2 separate regions of the Sus scrofa genome follow, and region 1 is linked to region 2. The links are chromatin contacts, called in public Hi-C maps. All regions are on one chromosome and are shown on one strand. The core of a region is the stretch at or near the end of the contact, and the rest is flanking DNA. Distances in the headings are between cores, read along the strand shown.

The links. Hi-C and Micro-C count contacts between places; a contact is called where the count stands out from the background.
Region 1: a contact with region 2 is called in a Hi-C map of liver, with 10 times the contacts expected there. A contact is called at or near these places in 1 of 47 Hi-C or Micro-C datasets (liver) and 1 of 2 datasets of targeted methods (alveolar macrophages).

The regions. Positions count from the first base shown.
Region 1 is chr4:14,440,509-14,443,343 of Sscrofa11.1, forward strand. All of the region lies in intron 4 of NSMCE2 (E3 SUMO-protein ligase NSE2), which reads right to left. Among named protein-coding and RNA genes, the nearest start is that of TRIB1, 140 kb to the left of the region's middle.
Region 2 is chr4:14,165,082-14,168,019 of Sscrofa11.1, forward strand. No RefSeq gene overlaps it. Among named protein-coding and RNA genes, the nearest start is that of TRIB1, 130 kb to the right of the region's middle.

The DNA of each region.
Region 1 (2,835 bases), core at 188-2,687, 280 kb after region 2:
GAGTTCAGGACATCACGGAGAAAGATGAGGTGAGATGAGGACAAGTCACTGGGTTGGCTGGCTGGCTGGCTGCGGGCACAGTCTTGTACGCTGGGTACCACAGGAAGATACAGGGAGGCACAGGAGTGGTTTACCTCTGGGGGTGTTCACAGCCCCCTGAGGAAGATTGTTTTTAACCCAAAGTTATAATATACAATGTTAAATATGCCTAAGAATTAGGTACAAATGACACAGGAGAGTCAGGGAACAGGGGACAGGGTAGGAGAGAAACTGGGGAAAGTTTCATGGCAACTGCAACGAGAGTTGAATCAAAGGACGTCACATTTTTCCTAAATGGTATGAAAGACACTATTCTCTGAAGCATATGTGAAAACGAAGAGAGGAGTGAAGAGTCCTTTCCAGCTTAGCCATCAAAATCATACAGGATAAAAGCAAAAATAGGGAAAAGGGGGAAAAAGAAATGGATCAGGTGCTGAAGCCACCTGGGATAACTTATTCTATTATTATCTTCATTCTCTTCGGATTGGCCAGAAAAATGTCAAGACCAATCAAGCACAAATAGATTCCTATCATTAGAAGTCTAACCCTAGTTAGTGAAACTGAAGATTCATTTATCCTATAGAAATCAGTCTAGTCATGCAAATAAACATGACCAGAACTGGCAATGTTCTGGCCCCCAAAACATTTGCCCAGTGGAAAACTGGTAGCTGATATCCAGTCAATTGGGAGAGGAACTTGCCTCACAATTCAGAAAGCAACTAGTTTTTATTTTATTCTTTTTTGTGTGTCTTTTTAGGGCCACACCTGTGGCATATGGAAGTTCCCAGACTATGGGTCGAATCTGAGCTACAGCTGCCAGCCTACGCCACGGCCACAGCAATGCCAGATCTGAGCGGCACCTGGGACCTACACCACAGCTCACGGCAACGTGGGATCCTTAACTCACTGATCGAGGCCAGGGATCAAACCCTCGTCCTCATGGATCCTAGTTGGGTTCATGACCACTGAGCCACAATGGGAACACTAGCAACTAGTTTTTAAAACCTAGTCGTGTCTTTAAAAAAGTAGGTGAACTAAAAATAAAATCACTACATTGACAGGAATTAAAATGAAATCAGTACTAGGAACTTTCACTGAATGTTTAAAAACCCTGTTGTGCTACTTGATCTTGGAACCGCCTCAGTTTTAGTAAATGAGTTAAAACATTTTTTGGTTTCATTTTCATTATTTGTCTGTTGTGAAATCTTGAATGCTTGAAGTTTTCCACTGCGCTCAGGTTCCTCCACCTATCAAACCGTAGGGGTTAGGCTTCACCTGGATGCTGGGGGCGAACAGGGAGGAGTCATGGGGTCGGGAAACCTTCCTTGAACCCAGGTGCAGAGGCCCCTTCTCAAGAGCTCTGCAAGTCCCTGGAGAGTGACATCACCACGTCGGTGAATCACCGGCAGTCCCATCCATCTTGCAAAAGGAGAGGAACTTGAATGCAGCATGAGTTATGCTGAACAGGGCAGAAGAGGCACCTGGGGCGGTTGGGGGGGTGAGGTGTGGGGGAGGGCTTGAGAAAACTGGGCACCTACCAGCTCCAGGTGCCATCAGAGCACCAGCAGGTTCTCAAGAAATGACCACATTCAAGAGATCTCAAATTCTCACACATAATACAGCAACCCAATTCCACAGGTATAGAAACTACGTCATGGAAGGGCACCAGCTGACTCCAATCCACCAATGGAGCCAGAAACAGGGCTAGAATTAAGAAACGAGCCTCCAACTTTTCTGCCCACTTCCTAGCCCACTCCAGTGACCTGAAAGGCACACTTCAGAGGACAGTGATGAATCACAATCATACTGCGGTAGGAAGAATTAGATAACAACCAGTTGCAACTTCAAATATGTTCACAAACTGTAGGCTGGAAAGGTAGTTTTAAAACCCACTTTTCAATTCTTTTGAACTAAAACCAAATTTAGGACGCTACAGAAAGGCAGTTCAAACAAAAGCTAATTTTGTTTAATGAACTAACCAGGAAGGCATTGTGAAAGTCTTGTGCAACTAAATGCTTAGCTAATTACTGTGAGATCAAATAACTGTTACCATAGTTACCGCACACTGTTTTCCATAATAACTTTTATCACTTCAATAAATCTTTGTGACGCAACAAATATAAAAAGTTTACTGTAACATGACTATAATGTTTTGGAAGGCACACACTGATGACTGACCTCTTGAAATTACCTGCCCATATTTGTCAGTGAACAAGGGCTGATAGTGTGTCTAGTTGACTCCAATATCAAAATGTTTCACTGGCTTCTTGTAAGAGGCTGTAATTCCTCAAAAGTTGAATTTACCTGGTCCAGTCATTCAACGGAAAAATCAAAAGGCCCTTAGAGCATTACATCTTGTCTCTGAATGAGCTTAAAAATAACAGCAACCATTTATGAAGCCCTAATTGTGGGGTTCCATGCCAGGCAGCTGACATACATCATTATCTAATCCTTCCTACACTGCTGCTGGAAAGAACCTGGTGTGGTGTCATCCAGCTTCCTCTTGGGAGAGATTTCAACCCAGGTCTACTGAGCTCCAAAGCCAGTTTTCTTTCCACTATACCACACAGCTTTATATGTACACAAAAAAACCCAAAAAACAAAAAAAACAAAAAAACCATTTCTATAATTATTTTCTTGCTGCTATGTGTAGTGTTAAAGCTCCAGTGAACTGCCACAGAAGACTCCCTGATACAAGGCCTGGCTGGTCAGTTAGCTGAAATGATGTCACTTCACTGGATGTCACTGGAAATTGGAAATTCCTTCCCTGGATATACTGGAAGACTTAGTTATATG
Region 2 (2,938 bases), core at 405-2,904:
GTGTGCACACACAACTGTGGGTGTATTTGTCTGTGCATGTGTGTGTGTGTGTTTGTATGTGAGCATGAGTGCATGTGTGAGTTTGGGTACATTGCCTGGTGTGTGAGTGTGTATGTTGGTGTGTGTGTGTGCAGGTATGTGCATGTGAATGCAGATGTGTCTGTGTGTGTGTATATATGTGTGTGCATATCTGTGTATCTGTGTCTGTGTCTGTGTCTGTGTCTGTGTCTGTGTCTGTGCAGCATTTCGGAATGAAAACAACCATGGAATAAGCTTCAGAAAAGATGGGCTCTTATCTTGATCTGCCACATAGGAGCTGGGTGACTTTGAGAAAACCGTATCACCACTCTGTTTTCTCACCTGTTCTAGTTCCAAGAGCAATACCTAGTACATAATAACCACTCACTAAATATTTATTAAATGAGTGATTGTTATTTGGAGGTAATGCCGCTTCCTTTTCAGGAGATGAGAAAATATATGCCAAACTCCTCTCTTACTGTCTCAGTGATCGGCATACAACAGAAGCCCAGTAATTCTTAGCCCGTCCCCTCCCCAACTTCAGCTTTTTCCCCTTGGCGGAAGGAGGCTGATGAATGACATGATGCGTTAGGTCAAATGTCCCCTGCAGCCCCATTTCTTGGGCTGAGTCGTCCTGCTGCCATGTTCTTGAGCCAATTTCCAGGGCTTCTGAGTTCCCATGATGTTACATATTAGCCAGGCCTCTTCTTCCTGCTCTCAGTCAAATGCTGACAGTAATTCATTTGCAAGAATTAAATGCAAGATTGAATTTTAACAACTCAGAAATTTGAGGTCAACTGTGCTTTCGGCGACCTTTAGGGGCAGGAAGCCCGGTGAGTGAGCTGGTATCCCGACTTTTCATCGGGTGATACTCTTATGGGTCACAATCCTGCAAGATAGGAATTATTATCCTCTTCATGCATTAAAAGGGACAAAAGGTTCTGAGAGGTTGACTGGCCCAAGGTCACACCATCACCCCAGGGCCCCAGCACTGCCTCCAAGCCCAACCAGTGATGTTCAGAAGTTTCAGGCAGGCAAAAATCTCCTCACTCAGGAAGACAGGAATGAGGTCGCTTATGCTCTGAACCCACACCTCAAACTCTCTGACCAGTCAGCCCCGGTTGAGGATTGGCAGATGGAGCCAGGGCCATGTGGCAAATCAGAAAACTAGTCAGGTGGGACTGGAACGGTGCCTCTGAGGTATTTCACAAACACGGGAACAAACACATTTGGTGTCGCAATCCTGGCCACCCGGAGCTGCCGCGCTGGCTGTTTTTTGAGAACGGATGGTGGATGAGGCCTTCGAGGGCTGACGGGGCCCAGAGGCCCGGGTGCGCGCCATCTTGGAAGCAGAACCAGCCCTCAGGCGACAAGGCTCAGGCCCCTCAGTCCGCGGTTAGCCTCACTCTAGACCCCTTGGCCAGGCGGCCCAGAAGTCACCTGTACTTACCACTTCCCCCACTATTGCCTCTGACAGACCCTGTGAGCTGAGGTAACCAGGCTTCGGACTGGACCCCAACCCTACCTTTTCCACCTCCTTTCCCAGGAAGCAGACTAGCCCCTGCTAGACTCTCAAAGAGCTATTCATCCCATATCCTAAAAACAAAAGTTACCTAGGGCCAACTCTCTCTCAGCATGTCACCACGCCCTCTGGGATGATTCGTGGAACTGGTATGAACGGCTCCATAAACTCAGAGCACAGATATGGCCACACTCCACTGAATTTTCCAATTAGTCTCTTAAGCGCACATCAACATTACAAGCAGAAAGTCCAGCATCTCCCTCAGGAGGTCTCCTCCCTGCCCAATGAATTGTCCCAAAGCCTCGGACACAGGCCCAGTGAAAACAGAAATGAGGGCTCCCGTTCACCGGTCACAGAGGAGCTGGAGTCCCTTCAGGTTACAGCCACCACGAATTCTTACCACCACATCGTGTCACTGTTGAAATCATGCCTATGTGAGTTCTTGGATCTGGACAAATGTCAAAACCAAGTCCGCGACCTGCAGTTGGGGGCCCCATGGAGAACTCCCACAGTACAATTCTCCTAATTCATTTTTCTCACACTCGGCTATTTCCCAGGTTATAAGAAGACAGCCGCGGAGTTCCCGTCATGGCTCAGTGGTTAACGAATCCGACTAGGAACCATGGGGTTGCGGGTTCGATCCCTGGCCTTGCTCAGTGGTTAAGGATCTAGCACTGCCATGAGCTGTGGTGTAGGTTGCAGATGCGGCTTGGATCCCAAGTGTCTGTGGCTGTGGCGTAGGCCAGTGGCTACAGCTCCCATTAGACCCCTAGCCTGGGAACCTCCATATGCCGCGGGTGTGGCCCTAGAAAAGGCAAAAAGACAAAAAAAAAAAAAAAAAAAAAAGAGACAGCAGGAAAACTAAATCAGGACTGATTCTGTTTTCCATCCTCTCAAATCCCTTTCTCCCTGCCTCGTGAGCACTGCAGGAAAGACCTTCCCTCTTTGAAATTTCCAAAAAGGGAAACATCTTATCCTCCTCTCAAGAGCGTGAGTGCTGCTTGCTGTGTACCTGCCTGCTCAGGGCAGCTGGCCTTGCAGCCTTTCTTCTCTTGTGTGTCCCCTGATGGATCTGGCAACTTCCCTGCTAAAGGAGAGAATGAGATTGTGCCCAAGTTAAATTTCCAGCAGGGCCCCTCCTGTTAGGATACCTGCAACATGTGCAGTGAATCTCGGGGCCACAGAACTGTCCCCAGACATAGCCAGAGGACAGTCACTCTGTTTGGGAAGGGCCTAGGGTCTACCGGGCTTTTGGATACATACGATCCTGGTCAATCCTTACAACACCGAGAGGGATGCAGTTTCGAGCTACATTTTCTGGGGCCAGGGGTGGCGGGGTTGGGGGCGGGGATGAGGCCCAGAGCTACTTGGCTGTAAGATGCTTGCGCTCTCCCTCCC